Linked DNA regions of Mus musculus: all the other regions are linked to region 4. Evidence: chromatin contacts called from public ChIA-PET and promoter capture Hi-C data. All regions are on one chromosome and are shown on one strand. The core of a region is the stretch at or near the end of the contact, and the rest is flanking DNA. Distances in the headings are between cores, read along the strand shown. Region 1 holds the start of Foxo4 (forkhead box O4). Region 2 holds the start of Snx12 (sorting nexin 12). Region 3 has its middle 9.0 kb from the start of Gm24061. Region 4 holds the start of Taf1 (TATA-box binding protein associated factor 1).

Region 1 (2,700 bases), core at 107-2,606, 280 kb after region 4:
CTTACAAGGAAGGATTTTCGTCAGGAGAAGGTAAACTGAGGCAGATAGCAGCTTGCGGGCCTCTTTCCTTAGTGCACAAGGTCGCTACCTTTCCCCATGGATACCAACCACTTTGCCCCCCTTCACCGCCCACTCCCTCTTGGGCAGAGCAATCGTAGAACAGTTCTGTTCACTGAGGTATTGGGAGGCGAGCAGGGAATCCGAGTAATCCCGCAGGAATGGGCCAAAAGGTGTTGGGTGGGAGGGGAGGGAGGAGGGAAGGCTAGGTGCCGGTGGAGAATCCACACAGTTCCTGCTGTACATAGGATAAAGACTTCTCTGTGGGAATAAATGTTTGGAGCAGCTCAAGCCAAAGTGCTGAGTAGCGAGTAGAGAATTCGATTTTCCTCAGAGCAGGGACAGTGTCTTATTCATCTCCGATCCTCCTGCTTCAAGCTGCTCAGAGTGTGGTATATACTATGTACTAAGTAAATGCCTGTCTAACTGAAGATTAAAGGTGGATCTTTGGGCTTTCCAAAGGGGTGGAAAGGCGGTAATGGGGGGCCCCGGAGTGAGAGTAACTAGAGGGGTCCAAGGGTGGATGGCGTGAAGGTAAGGGAGTCATACTTACCTTCCATCCTGCCGAGCTGTTGCTGTCACCCTTGTCCTTGAAGTAGGGCACCGTGCGGACCATCCATTCGTAGATCTGGGCGAGTGTCAGCCGCTTCTCCGGGGCGCTTTCAATGGCCTGGCTGATGAGTTCTGCATATGACTGATTTCCCCAGGCATTCCGGCGGGAGCCTCCCTTCCGAGGACCTGTTACAGCCCCCAGGATTCCCGGCTGGGGGCCCCCTGCCGGCTCTGGGAGCCGAGAGGGCAACAGGATCGGTTCGGAGTGTCCCTCCGTGGGTACCTTCTGTCCCAGACTGGGCTCCACCTCGGACGGTTCGTGTGGCTCCGTAGCGAGGTCTGGTCGAGGAAGGGGCCAGGTGCAGGATCGCGGACGGCTCTGGGGTTCGAAGTCGGGATCGAGGTCTAGGATCGCGGCAGCCCCTGTGGCTGACTTCTTATTCTCTGGATCCATACGTGGGGTCGAACCTCTGCAGCTCAGCGATCAGTGGAGCCTGCCACAGTCCCTCACCATGCCTCCCCCAAGGGGGGAAACACATTCTTTCCAGTTCTCAGAAAGTCACGAACTTCTCCCTCGTCTCCGGACTCTAGCTCCTAAACTGTCCCTTTCACTCCGTTCTCCGATCCCCTCCGGAGTCCGGGCTGCAGCCTCAGAGTAGCGCTCTGAGGCACCACCTGTAACCTCCGCCTAGCGAAGGCACTTTCTGCACCCTCTCACTCAGCTTCCTGCTCTTTTAAACCTGAGGCACCGTATCCCCTCATACATTGCGCTCCCATCACCGAACGTCTCCTCAGCGAAGTTCCCTCCCCCTTTCAAGTTGCTGCCCCCCGGACACTCCTCCCAAATTTCCTCCACCCGGATCGCTGCCCTCCCCCACGCCCCGCTCCCGGGCGTCACTTGTCCCTCCCCTGGCTCTCCCTCCCCTCGCCTCTTCCCTCCAGGTCACTCTTGAGAGGGTCAAGGTTCTTGCGGCCCCAGCCTCCCCAACTCCAGAACTGAATCCCCTATCGGACCCCCCCACCCCCCGCCCCCCGGGTTTCCCTTTTGTTTTGCTCCAAGCAGCAGCCCCCGCCAGACGTCTCTGTTTACCACTCGCTGGGGCAGCCATCTGCGCACGCGCCTCAGGAGCCACTTGGGAAACTGAGTTCTCGAATCGTGCCACCCTGGTCGTTCTCGAAGACTACATCTCCCGTCCTACCTTGCGATCAGGAGTCCGATATCGGCCGCAGGAGAGCGGCGCGTGGCAGGATGTGGGGAGGTGGAACTTTAATGATTAGAGGTCGTCCCGGACTCTTTTTCTTTTCTTAAAAATATTTTTCCTCATTCCTTCCCTTTTCACCCACTTCCTCGAGTTTCGGGGTCGCCCAAAAGATCGTTTTGAAAGACGCTAGATTTTCCCATCCTTCACTAAGAAAGCAAAGTGAAAATGTATTGCCCTTATAAGAAGCAGAAAGAGTATCAACAAGTAGGGATCTGATTAGAAAATAAGACACACTCACTTGGGGAGTTGAGAGGGAAGCTTGTGTAACAACAAACAGTGTTCATTGGTTATGGTGCACTCTCTCCATTTTCTATGTACATTTCACAGACAGTCTTGCTAGTTTCCTCTGTCAGCTATGCAGGCCTCTGAAATACTGATCTTCTCCTTGTTCTGATCTTCAATGGCTTCTCATTCAACATGTCTCCAACTGAACTTTTTTTTTTTTTAATCTCTTTCTGCACCTATACCTCCACCCTCTAGCTACCTTTAACCTCTGTTATTTTGTCTTTTTTCTGGAGCTGAGGACCGACTCCAGGGCCTTAGCCCTTGTTAGGCAAGTGCTATACCACTGAGCTAAATCCCCGATCCCTACTCTTAAGCTCTGAATTTGGTTAGAGGCTGTTCTGGGTCTACCTAACCTTCTCAGCCACACTGATGGTCACCTTTCCACTTCTGTAACTTGCTACTTCCAAATTCTAAATGGAGACATTATGACTGGGTTTAAGTTCTTCAACAGTGCACCGGCTTCTAATCCTTCTAATCCTTTCAAATAAAGCCATTTCCTAGTGGGCCTATGGGGGGCATTCTTATTCAAACCAGCATATCAAAA
Region 2 (2,942 bases), core at 244-2,743, 310 kb after region 4:
GAGCTGGAGAGATGGCTCAGTGCTTAGGAGCACTGGCTGTCTTGCAGAAGACCCAGCTTCAAGTCCCAGCACCCAAAGTGGTTCACACAACCATCTGTAACTCCAGTTCCAGAGGATCTGACATCCTCTTTTGGCCTCCTAAGGCACTTCATGCACTTGGTGCATGGACACACCCGCAGGCAAAATATGCAGACACATCAAAAATACTTATTTAAAAGTTAAAATGATAATAAATAATTTACAAAATGAAGGGATATATATAAATTAGTTTTAAAAAATGTATGTTTAGCCGGGCGTGGTGACGCACACCTTTAATCCCAGCACTCGGGAGGCAGAGGCAGGTGGATTTCTGAGTTCAAGGCCAACCTGGTCTACAGAGTGAGTTCCAGGACAGCCAGGGCTACACAGAGAAACCCTGTCTTGAACTCCCCCCCCCCAAAATGTATGTTTAAGGACTACAGATATAGCTGATTTTGTAGAGCCTGGATTTGATCCATAGCACTGCACAAAACAGCATTTGGGAGAGACAGGCCGAAGGGTCCGATTTCAAGGTCATTCTCTGCTATAAAGCAAGTTTGAAAGCAGCCTGGGGTTCATGAGACAGTGTCTCAAAACTACATAAGAACCACAAAAATTCCTAGCTGGCCATGGTGACACTGAAACCCAGAGGGCTTGGCAGGAGCACTGCCACAAGTTCAAGGGAAGCCTGGACAGTTAGGATAAATGTAAGACTTTGTCTTAGTATGTACATAACATGTGCAAATACATTTTACACGTATGTAAATATGTTCTTCTGTAGATGTTCTCATGCAGACACATACTTTCATGAGAGGTTGCAAACAAGCTCACAGCATAGCCAAGTGCGGGTTCTGCAGCATATAGACAGAAGTTATGAAGTAAAGATCCTGAAATTTGTTAAGAAATGAATATGCCTGGAATTAGTTGTTATGTAGCAACATGTGGGGCATGAAGATACACCCACTATTCCTGAAAAGTGAGAACATGAAATCTTTATTGTTTACGCAATTCGTGTTTACTGATTCCCGGGCACCACAATGTATTGCTTACACTTGCGTGTAGCTTGAATTGAAACTATCAGTGGCACAAGTAGTAAGCCTGCAGTCTACGTTTTTTCTATTATTGTTGGAACCCCACCTTCCAGAAACCATTCTATTTTCAGGGAAAATCCGGACTTAAGGACCTGGGGTTTCGGCCTATCACCTTAGGATAATAGCTTGTGGGGCAGTGCCCACTGCTTGATTGATGCACGGGGTGAGCCAATTTCTTGGGTTGAGGGACACAGATTGGAGGAGCATGCGTGTGGTGCTTCTCAAACTACTGGGGCAGTGAGTATTGGAGATGCAGGTTCCGGGGCTGCTACCAGTACCACCCGGAAGTCTGAATGACGCTTGCATTATAGAGTACCAGCCCTAGTCTGCATGGCAACTATTCAGAGTGAAGGGCCCGAGGCTCGGGCGGTGTGTGCGTGCGCGCATGCGTGCGCGCGTGCGCGCCGCCGTCGTCTGGGGGTTGGCTGGTTATTTTGCAAGCGGGAGGGGCTGTGCGCGCTCTTGCCTCAGGCCTCTGTCCCCCACCCCCTTCGCCGGTACCGGGCTCTTCTTCGGAAAGATGTCGGACACCGCAGTGGCTGACACTAGGCGCCTTAACTCGAAGCCCCAAGACCTGACCGACGCTTACGGGCCGCCCAGTAACTTCCTGGAGATAGACATCTTTAATCCACAGACGGTGGGCGTGGGCCGCGCGCGCTTCACCACCTATGAGGTTCGCATGCGGGTGAGTCACGGGGTGAGGGAGACAGCTGAGGGAGGACGGAGCAGGAGGGGAGGGGGCATGGGGACGACTAACGGCGGGCCGCCTTGGAGGGGTCATGTGAGGGTTAGGGCTTGGAAGGTTTGGAGAGGAGGCTGCAGACTCAGCTGTGGCCCGAGGGTACAGAAAAGTCCAGAGGGGACTTGGGGCGGGGATGAAGGAAAACAAGTACTTACAAGGAAGAAGTGAGGCATGGCTGGACAGGGTGTGGACGATGGACAAAGATTAGTGAGGAATCCAAGTAGACTAGAACATGATTGACAGGACGGGAGGGGAGGATGGAAGAAGGCTGGGGGATGGAAAGCCAAGGCGATGTATCGCTGGGTTCTATAACTAAACTAGGTTATGGGAAGCCATTCTAAAGGGGGGAGGGCAGGAGGGCTCAGCTTCTTCCTAATAAGATCTCTCTGGGATGATGGAGTTAAGCAAAACCTTTAGTTCAAGGCAAGAGTGAGTGAAGGAAAGGGAGACAGTGGGCTTATGGGAGCAGTAGAAAAGCAATTTGCAGACAGAATGCTTTGCTGACTTGTGTAAGATTGACATCTGCAAGAGAGAACTGTTTTATGCTTAAGTTTCTTAGGTACCACAATGTCATGTCTCACGTGAAACCCGGCCCTGCACCGGGATTGGGGATTGTCAGCTGCTGCTCCCATCCTCTGCTAAGCCTTTAGATGTGAAGTATCCACAATGGTGACTTCAGGTTTTATTGGCGTTCACTTAGGGTTTATGGGAAAGGCAGCATTTGCCTTGTCTTCCCCTAATCTGTAGTTACTTTAATACATGACATTTCAGAAGGGCTCCAGGAATGGCTTCTTCTAGTCTGCACCCCAGGGGACTTTATTCTCTTACTCCACAGTGCTTAGTCCACAGTGCAAGATATAGTACATGGTTCACAGGTATTTTTTTTTTTTTTGCCCAGTTGAAATGGTACAGATTAAAAAAATTTAAGAACCATTTTTTCTTTTTTACTTGTGTTTTCTTCTCAGGTTAGAGATGCAGGATATTCTTTTCGAACAGTATCTCTTTTGAATAGCTTTGAAGATCTATGAGTCATATGAAGTTCTCATTTTTTTAAAAAGATGAATTGAATTAAGAATGTTTGTTCTACCTGT
Region 3 (3,024 bases), core at 60-2,559, 400 kb after region 4:
ACCAGCCCTCAGGGAAGCTTTCTTGTAGCCTTTTTAACCTTTTAATTTTATTTGTTTGAGTCATGATTATTTTATTGCTCAGATTGTCCTGAAACTCACCATATCATCCAGGCTGGCCTCAAACGTGTGTTGAACCTTCAGCCTCAGCCTCCCAAGTGCTGGAATTGCAAGCATGAGCCACCACCCCATCTCTGTTCTCACCTTTATGGGTGTTTTACTAGCTTTTGCTTCCTCCTCTTAGACTCCCTGCTTTTCCCCTTCCCACTGATTTTCTCTGTTCCTCTAGTCTCTATCCTGCTCTTGTGCAAGGACTATACATATACACACAGACACAAAGACACACATACACACACATAACACAAACACAGAGAAATATATATATATAAATATGCATGTGTATTCTCCATAAAGGGTTGTAGGATCCACAAACAAAACATGGTATTTGTTATTCTATACATGGTTTATTTTGTTTTATTTTCTTGTTTTTATTTTCTTCTCTCTGTATTTTTCTTTTTTCTCTTTCGGGGGGTGGGGAGTAGGACTTGAGACATGGTCTCAGTTTTTCAAGTGCTGAGATATTCTTTGCTTGCTTTCCTTTTTATCACTTCATTCTTCTCGTTTTGGTTCTATGCAGGTCCCCTCTTCTTATCTTCTCTTTTTTTTTTTTTTTTTTTTTAAAGATTTATTTATTTATTATATGAAAGTACACTGTAGTTGTCTTCAGATACACCAGAAGAGAGCATCAGATCTCATTACGGGTGGTTGTGAGCCACCATGTGGTTGCTGGGATTTGAACTTTGGACCTTTGGAAGAGCAGTCGGGTGCTCTTACCCACTGAGCCATCTCACCAGCCCCCTTATCTTCTCTTTTATATCTTGAGTTCATTTGCTCTTTCTGCCTTAGAACTCATTTCTTTTTTTTTTTCCATTTTTTATTAGGTATTTAGCTCATTTGCATTTCCAATGCTATACCAAAAGTCCCCCATACCCCCCCCCCACTCCCCTACCCACCCACTCCCCCTTTTTGGCCCTGGCGTTCCCCTGTACTGGGGCATATAAAGTTTGCAAGTCCAATGGGCCTCTCTTTGCAGTGATGGCCGACTAGGCCATCTTTTGATACATATGCAGCTAGAGACAAGAGCTCCGGGGTACTGCTTAGTTCTAGTCTCTCTTATTTTCGATTCTTTCCTGGACCTCATTACCCTGTGCTTTAGTTGTTCAGACCCTGACTTCTTCTGCATCTTCTCTCCTTTTCTTTGTCTACTTTGAACTTGCGTTGAGATGGCAGGCTATAATGTTCATGGCTCATAAGCATGTGCTTCCGCTTTGCTGTCAATTGTCATTGCGAATCGTCCTCACTGGCTTCTAGTAAAAGCTATTGCTCATTTGCACGTGACTTTATGAATTTATGCTTATGTATTTTGATCTTTTGAGACAGGATTTTCTTATGCAGCCCAGGCTTGCCTCGGTCTGCTGAGTGCCAGAATTAGAGGCTCCTGCCATTGCATCTTTTTTTGAAAAAGAAAAGAAAAGAAAACAAAAAACAAAAAAAAACGGTTAGAAGGGTGGAGGCTAGGATCCCAGTAGGTTTTCCATTTTCGTGGCTTCTAGCTCCCTCTTCTGTTGCTTTTGTGTAATTCCCCAAAATGTGACTTCCTTTCTCAGAGACCTGGATCTAGCTCTCCTGTCCCATGGTCCTTTTTGCTTTTTACTGTATTGCTGAATCTGGATTCTGTTTCTGGCAGTGTCTTTTGCTTCTGGCTGATTAGTGTGGAGAGCTTGTGGGGCCCACACTGCTGCGGACACGGAGTTTTGGGGGACACTTAGGTCTCACCCCTCCGTACCAGCCACTTTGCTTTGTCACCTGCTCATTGCTTCCTTTCACACAGGGCTCATTTCACAACTGCTTTACAGCTGTTGGTAGTCTGCACCCGTCCACATATTTGGATTTAAGAATCTTCTTGCCTAGCTTTGTGACACTTATTGTCCATGGGCTTGGGGGTTTTCTCTAGCAGACTTAAGGTTTTGGTTCTTACATGTTTCAGATAGGGTTCTCTTTATGGAACCCAGGCTAGCCTCAAACTCCTGATGCTTCTGTCTCTGTCTCTGGAGTGCTGCGGTTACAGGTGTGCACCACTGTGCCTAACTTGTTTTCTGTTTTTATTAAGCTACTCAGGAGTGAGAATATTTTTTTAAAATTATGCCACCACCACAACCTGTCCAGAACCTTCCTATCAATTAATTTTAATTGAACTATTATAAGTTTTGCACACATTTAAAGCCATGTGTAGTAGCTCATGCTTATAATCCTAGCAGTTGTGAGTTAGAGGCAGGAGGATCAGAAGTTTGTTATCTTCAGTTACACCGTGAGTTTAAGGCGATCCTAGGCTACATGATATCAAAAAACAAAACAAAACAAAAAACCAAAAAAAAAAAAAAACTAAAAACAAAACTTCTCCCCCAAACCAAACCCCTGCACATTATAGCACATAATTGCAATCTCAACACTTAGTAGTGGGAAGCTGGAGGGTCAGAAGTTAAAGGTCATTCTCAGCTACATAGCAAGTTCTAGGCCAGTCTGGGCTGCATAGCAAGAACCCATCTTAAAAAAAAAATAAAGTAGAACCGGACCTGGTGGGACTTTAATTCCAGTAGTCAGGAGGCAGAGGCAGGTGGATCTTTGTGAGTTCAAATCTATTCTCGTTCAGTAGCAAGTTCCAGCCTCTTGCTCCCCCGACAAAAAAGTAGGAGCTGGAAACCAGGCTCATTTCTGAAGAGATGGCTGTGTAACCCATTTCTATGTAACTCAGTTCTAGGGAACCAGACGGCCCTCTCCTGGTCATTGTGAGTACTGCAAGTACGTAGCACACCCTCATACATGCAGGCAAAATATCACTGAAAAAGAAGAAATTTCACTTTATATTTTAGACACGTCTGTATAGTTTTTATTTTCTGATGTTTCAGGAATTATTCTTGCAACCAGTCTCCCTCTTGCTCTCACGTTCATTTCATCTTCATTTTGTTA
Region 4 (2,842 bases), core at 157-2,656:
CAGGCAAGAACAATGGCAGAGATTAAATATACAAGACAGAGCCCAAAACAGACTTATTCAGGAAGAAAATGTACTAAACTGCCAATTTTGCAACATTAAAGAATACCAAGCGTAGTGGGGAACATGTCTAATCCTAGCACTTGGGAAACAGAGGCAAATGCATCTCTATGAGTTTGGGACAATCTTGCATGCATAATGAGTTCCAGGTCAGGCAGGGCTATGTTGAAAGACCCATTGCTAGAAAACAAGAAGGGGGGGGGGGGGCGGAGAGAGAATCACCTGTGTGGCAAAGGGGTTGCAAGCTTCCCATTGTCTGCTGGTATCTTCTACTTTCATCTTCTGCCACCTCGTTGATGTCAGAATAGTCCACAGCATCCTCTCTACTCCTAATCCATCCTATGGATAAAAAGGGAGACGTCTCAAGAGAAAGCAAGTAATTATCACTTCCTTAGAAAATCCCCACTGAAAAGCGTACAACAGGCTAATCTCCTCCCCCCACCCACACTGTCCTCCCCATGGCCCACACTTTACCTTCATCATTTACCAGGGCACCATCACTCCCGGACAATTCTTCATTTGCTGTGAGTTCAGTGATCAGGCTGCCAAGACCCAAAGCCCCCAAGCCCGCAAGATGCTTCTTGCACTCCTGAAAAGGGGACAGCATGAGGGTCGAAAATAACAACTAAACCTGAAGGTCCTACACAAGTATATTTCCCTTGCTCATAACAAAGTCACAAATCCATCTGAGAAATTATTTCATGAAGTGCTGCTCAAAGAAACATCACATTCAAGAACTATATAGGAAATCTGCTAAATTCCATACAGATCAGTTCCGAACAACACACGTTCCATCCGTAGTCCTGGCTTTGGAGCCATTAGGATCAGCAAAAGCCAGAAAAAGCAGAGTTCCAAGGGTCTTTAAGAAGGCCTTCCACAGTGGCGGTTCTGATAACCTTACTAGAGTTAACTATTATCTTTCCTACCAGGCAAGGAGAATGTTACCTTCGAAGCCAACACCTCAGCATCAGTGACTGACACTTAAGACTTTTCCTCTTCGTCCTTCCTCCGAGTTGAGCCCTCTCGCGCTGTCTCCAGTTCTCCCTAGCCACAGCACCCGCCGCCCCAGGCCCACGACTCACGTCATCCAAGACGCTTTCGCCTTCCAACTGCCCTGCTCCATTGATGTTGCCGAACAGGAACCCAGTTAGAGAAAATGGGCCTCCACCAGCCGACTCTTCGTCGCTGTCTGTGTCGGACATGACGACGGAAGGGCTACCGCCACCCTTGTCCTGCAGCAGCCCAGCCCACCCCGGGCCCATGGGCGGGAAAGAAAAAATACGTCAGTCGCACACGGGTGACTTGCAGCGCTCCCTGACCCAACCAGAGGCTACCGGAAGTTGAAAAAAAGGGGGGAAGGATGGGCCGTCCTACGTGATCCTTTGATGTCGGGATGGCTACTTCCTTTGATGTGTTTGATTGGTCCGCCCAAGATCAGGCTGGATAACTGGAAGGTGATTGGTCAAACAAACCAGTCCCGCCCATCAACTGCGCGGGTCCGTTCTGGTTGCTATGGTAAGAGCGGCAGATTTTTCTCCAATAAGAAAGTAGATCTGAGGCGGCGTGACCTACGACCTCTGGAAACCGCGCGTCACCGGCTACAGTACACACTACACAATAATGATTTGAGCCGTCTTTTCCGGTTTGTGCCGTTCCCCAAAGGAACATTACTATGAATTGTGATAGGGGGACGACTGCTACTTACTTATTTTGAATTTACATTTTCCCATGGTAAAATGTTAAGCTTAGTAAAATGAGCAACCGAAACTTCAAGATTCACAAACATTAAACATTTTCATAGTTTTTTTAAGCGCACATATGATTCCCAGCACTATATATATATATATATATATGTATATATATATATATATATATACATACACATATATGCATATATATGTGTGTGTGTATGTATGTATATATGTGTGTAAATGTGTAAAAGCATGGAGAGAAGAAAGAAACCGAGTGGGAGAAGGGGGGGGGGGTTGAAGAGGGGAGAGAAAGTGAAAGAGAGACAGAAATATACAAGGCTGGGATACAGCTCACTGGCCAACATAGATTCAATTCCCTGTACTTAAAAAATAACCTTATTTTGCCAGGAATGGAAACCTGAGGTAGAAGTGTCTCTGAACCGGGCAGTGGTGGCGCACGCCTTTAATCCCAGCACTCGGGAGGCAGAGACAGGCGGATTTCTGAGTTTGAGTCCAGCCTGGTCTACAAAGTGAGTTCCAGGACAGCCAGGGCTACACAGAGAAACCCTGTCTCGAAATAACTAAAAAAAAAAAAAAAAAAAAAAAAAAAAAAGAATTGTCTCTGTAAGACCAGCATAGTATACATAGTTAAGCTCCAGGCTACTAGGGGAAACCCTATCTTTAAAAAAAAGTTTTTTAAGTACTCTATATATTTGTGTAAATAGACATATTGAACCAGTGAGGTGCCTCTGTAGGTAACATATCTGCCACCAACCCCGGAGCCCCATCCTGAGGACATATTTCATGTTTCAGATCACCATGGTGGCACACAGACTTGTTTGAATTGGAGCATCTTCACTGTGGCCAAACCGAGGATCTGTTCAGAGTTCCTACTTTGCATTTTTTGTGCCTGTTTGCTTGTTCATGTTTAGTTTGTTCTGAGGCAGAGTCCCACTTAAGTTTCCTGGGCCAGGCCTTGAATTTTCCATTCTTTGCTTCCCAACTAACTGAAATTATAGGTCTCTGCCAACAAGTTCAGTCGTGCGATTATATTTGATCACCTCTCTTTAGTATATACATGGGGACATTTTCTT

What was found. Promoter capture Hi-C pulls out the DNA fragments that hold promoters and counts their contacts. ChIA-PET counts read pairs in DNA pulled down with a chosen protein or histone mark.
Region 1: a promoter capture Hi-C map of erythroid cells shows a contact between it and region 4, with 3 times the contacts expected there. The contact joins the promoter of Foxo4 here to the promoter of Taf1 in region 4. A contact is called at or near these places in 5 of 39 promoter capture datasets (the C10 cell line, the HPC-7 cell line, erythroid cells and 2 more), 2 of 484 Hi-C or Micro-C datasets (CD8 T cells and embryonic stem cells), 4 of 115 datasets of contacts at active chromatin or transcription factors (effector CD8 T cells, embryonic stem cells, memory CD8 T cells and 1 more) and 2 of 9 other capture datasets (liver and pancreatic islet).
Region 2: a contact with region 4 is called in an RNA polymerase II ChIA-PET map of memory CD8 T cells, with 7 read pairs. The contact joins the promoter of Snx12 here to the promoter of Taf1 in region 4. A contact is called at or near these places in 1 of 39 promoter capture datasets (pre-B cells), 2 of 115 datasets of contacts at active chromatin or transcription factors (embryonic stem cells and memory CD8 T cells) and 1 of 9 other capture datasets (adipose tissue).
Region 3: a promoter capture Hi-C map of pre-B cells shows a contact between it and region 4, with 4 times the contacts expected there. The contact joins the enhancer-like site here to the promoter of Taf1 in region 4. A contact is called at or near these places in 3 of 39 promoter capture datasets (the HPC-7 cell line, hippocampal neurons and pre-B cells), 1 of 484 Hi-C or Micro-C datasets (CD4 T cells) and 5 of 115 datasets of contacts at active chromatin or transcription factors (CD8 T cells, astrocytes and embryonic stem cells).

What each region holds. Positions count from the first base shown.
Region 1 is chrX:101,253,184-101,255,883 of GRCm38.p6, reverse strand. It overlaps Foxo4 (forkhead box O4), which reads right to left and starts at 1,356. Exons shown (of 3, transcript NM_018789.2): 1 at 611-1,356. The coding sequence starts at 1,063.
Region 2 is chrX:101,221,114-101,224,055 of GRCm38.p6, reverse strand. Snx12 (sorting nexin 12) reads left to right here and starts at 1,493. Exons shown (of 5, transcript NM_018875.2): 1 at 1,493-1,794. The coding sequence starts at 1,630.
Region 3 is chrX:101,131,001-101,134,024 of GRCm38.p6, reverse strand. It overlaps a transcript of Snx12 not described here. Among named protein-coding and RNA genes, the nearest start is that of Gm24061, 9.0 kb to the left of the region's middle. Within about 2 kb of position 1,309, at least 61 of the 459 cell types and tissues checked have an H3K27ac peak or open chromatin away from gene starts, as enhancers often do. A contact at or near this core is called in CD8 T cells, the HPC-7 cell line and pre-B cells, where this site is marked.
Region 4 is chrX:101,531,299-101,534,140 of GRCm38.p6, reverse strand. Taf1 (TATA-box binding protein associated factor 1) reads right to left here and starts at 1,406. Exons shown (of 39, transcript NM_001290729.1): 1 at 1,140-1,406; 2 at 532-646; 3 at 280-396. The coding sequence starts at 1,319.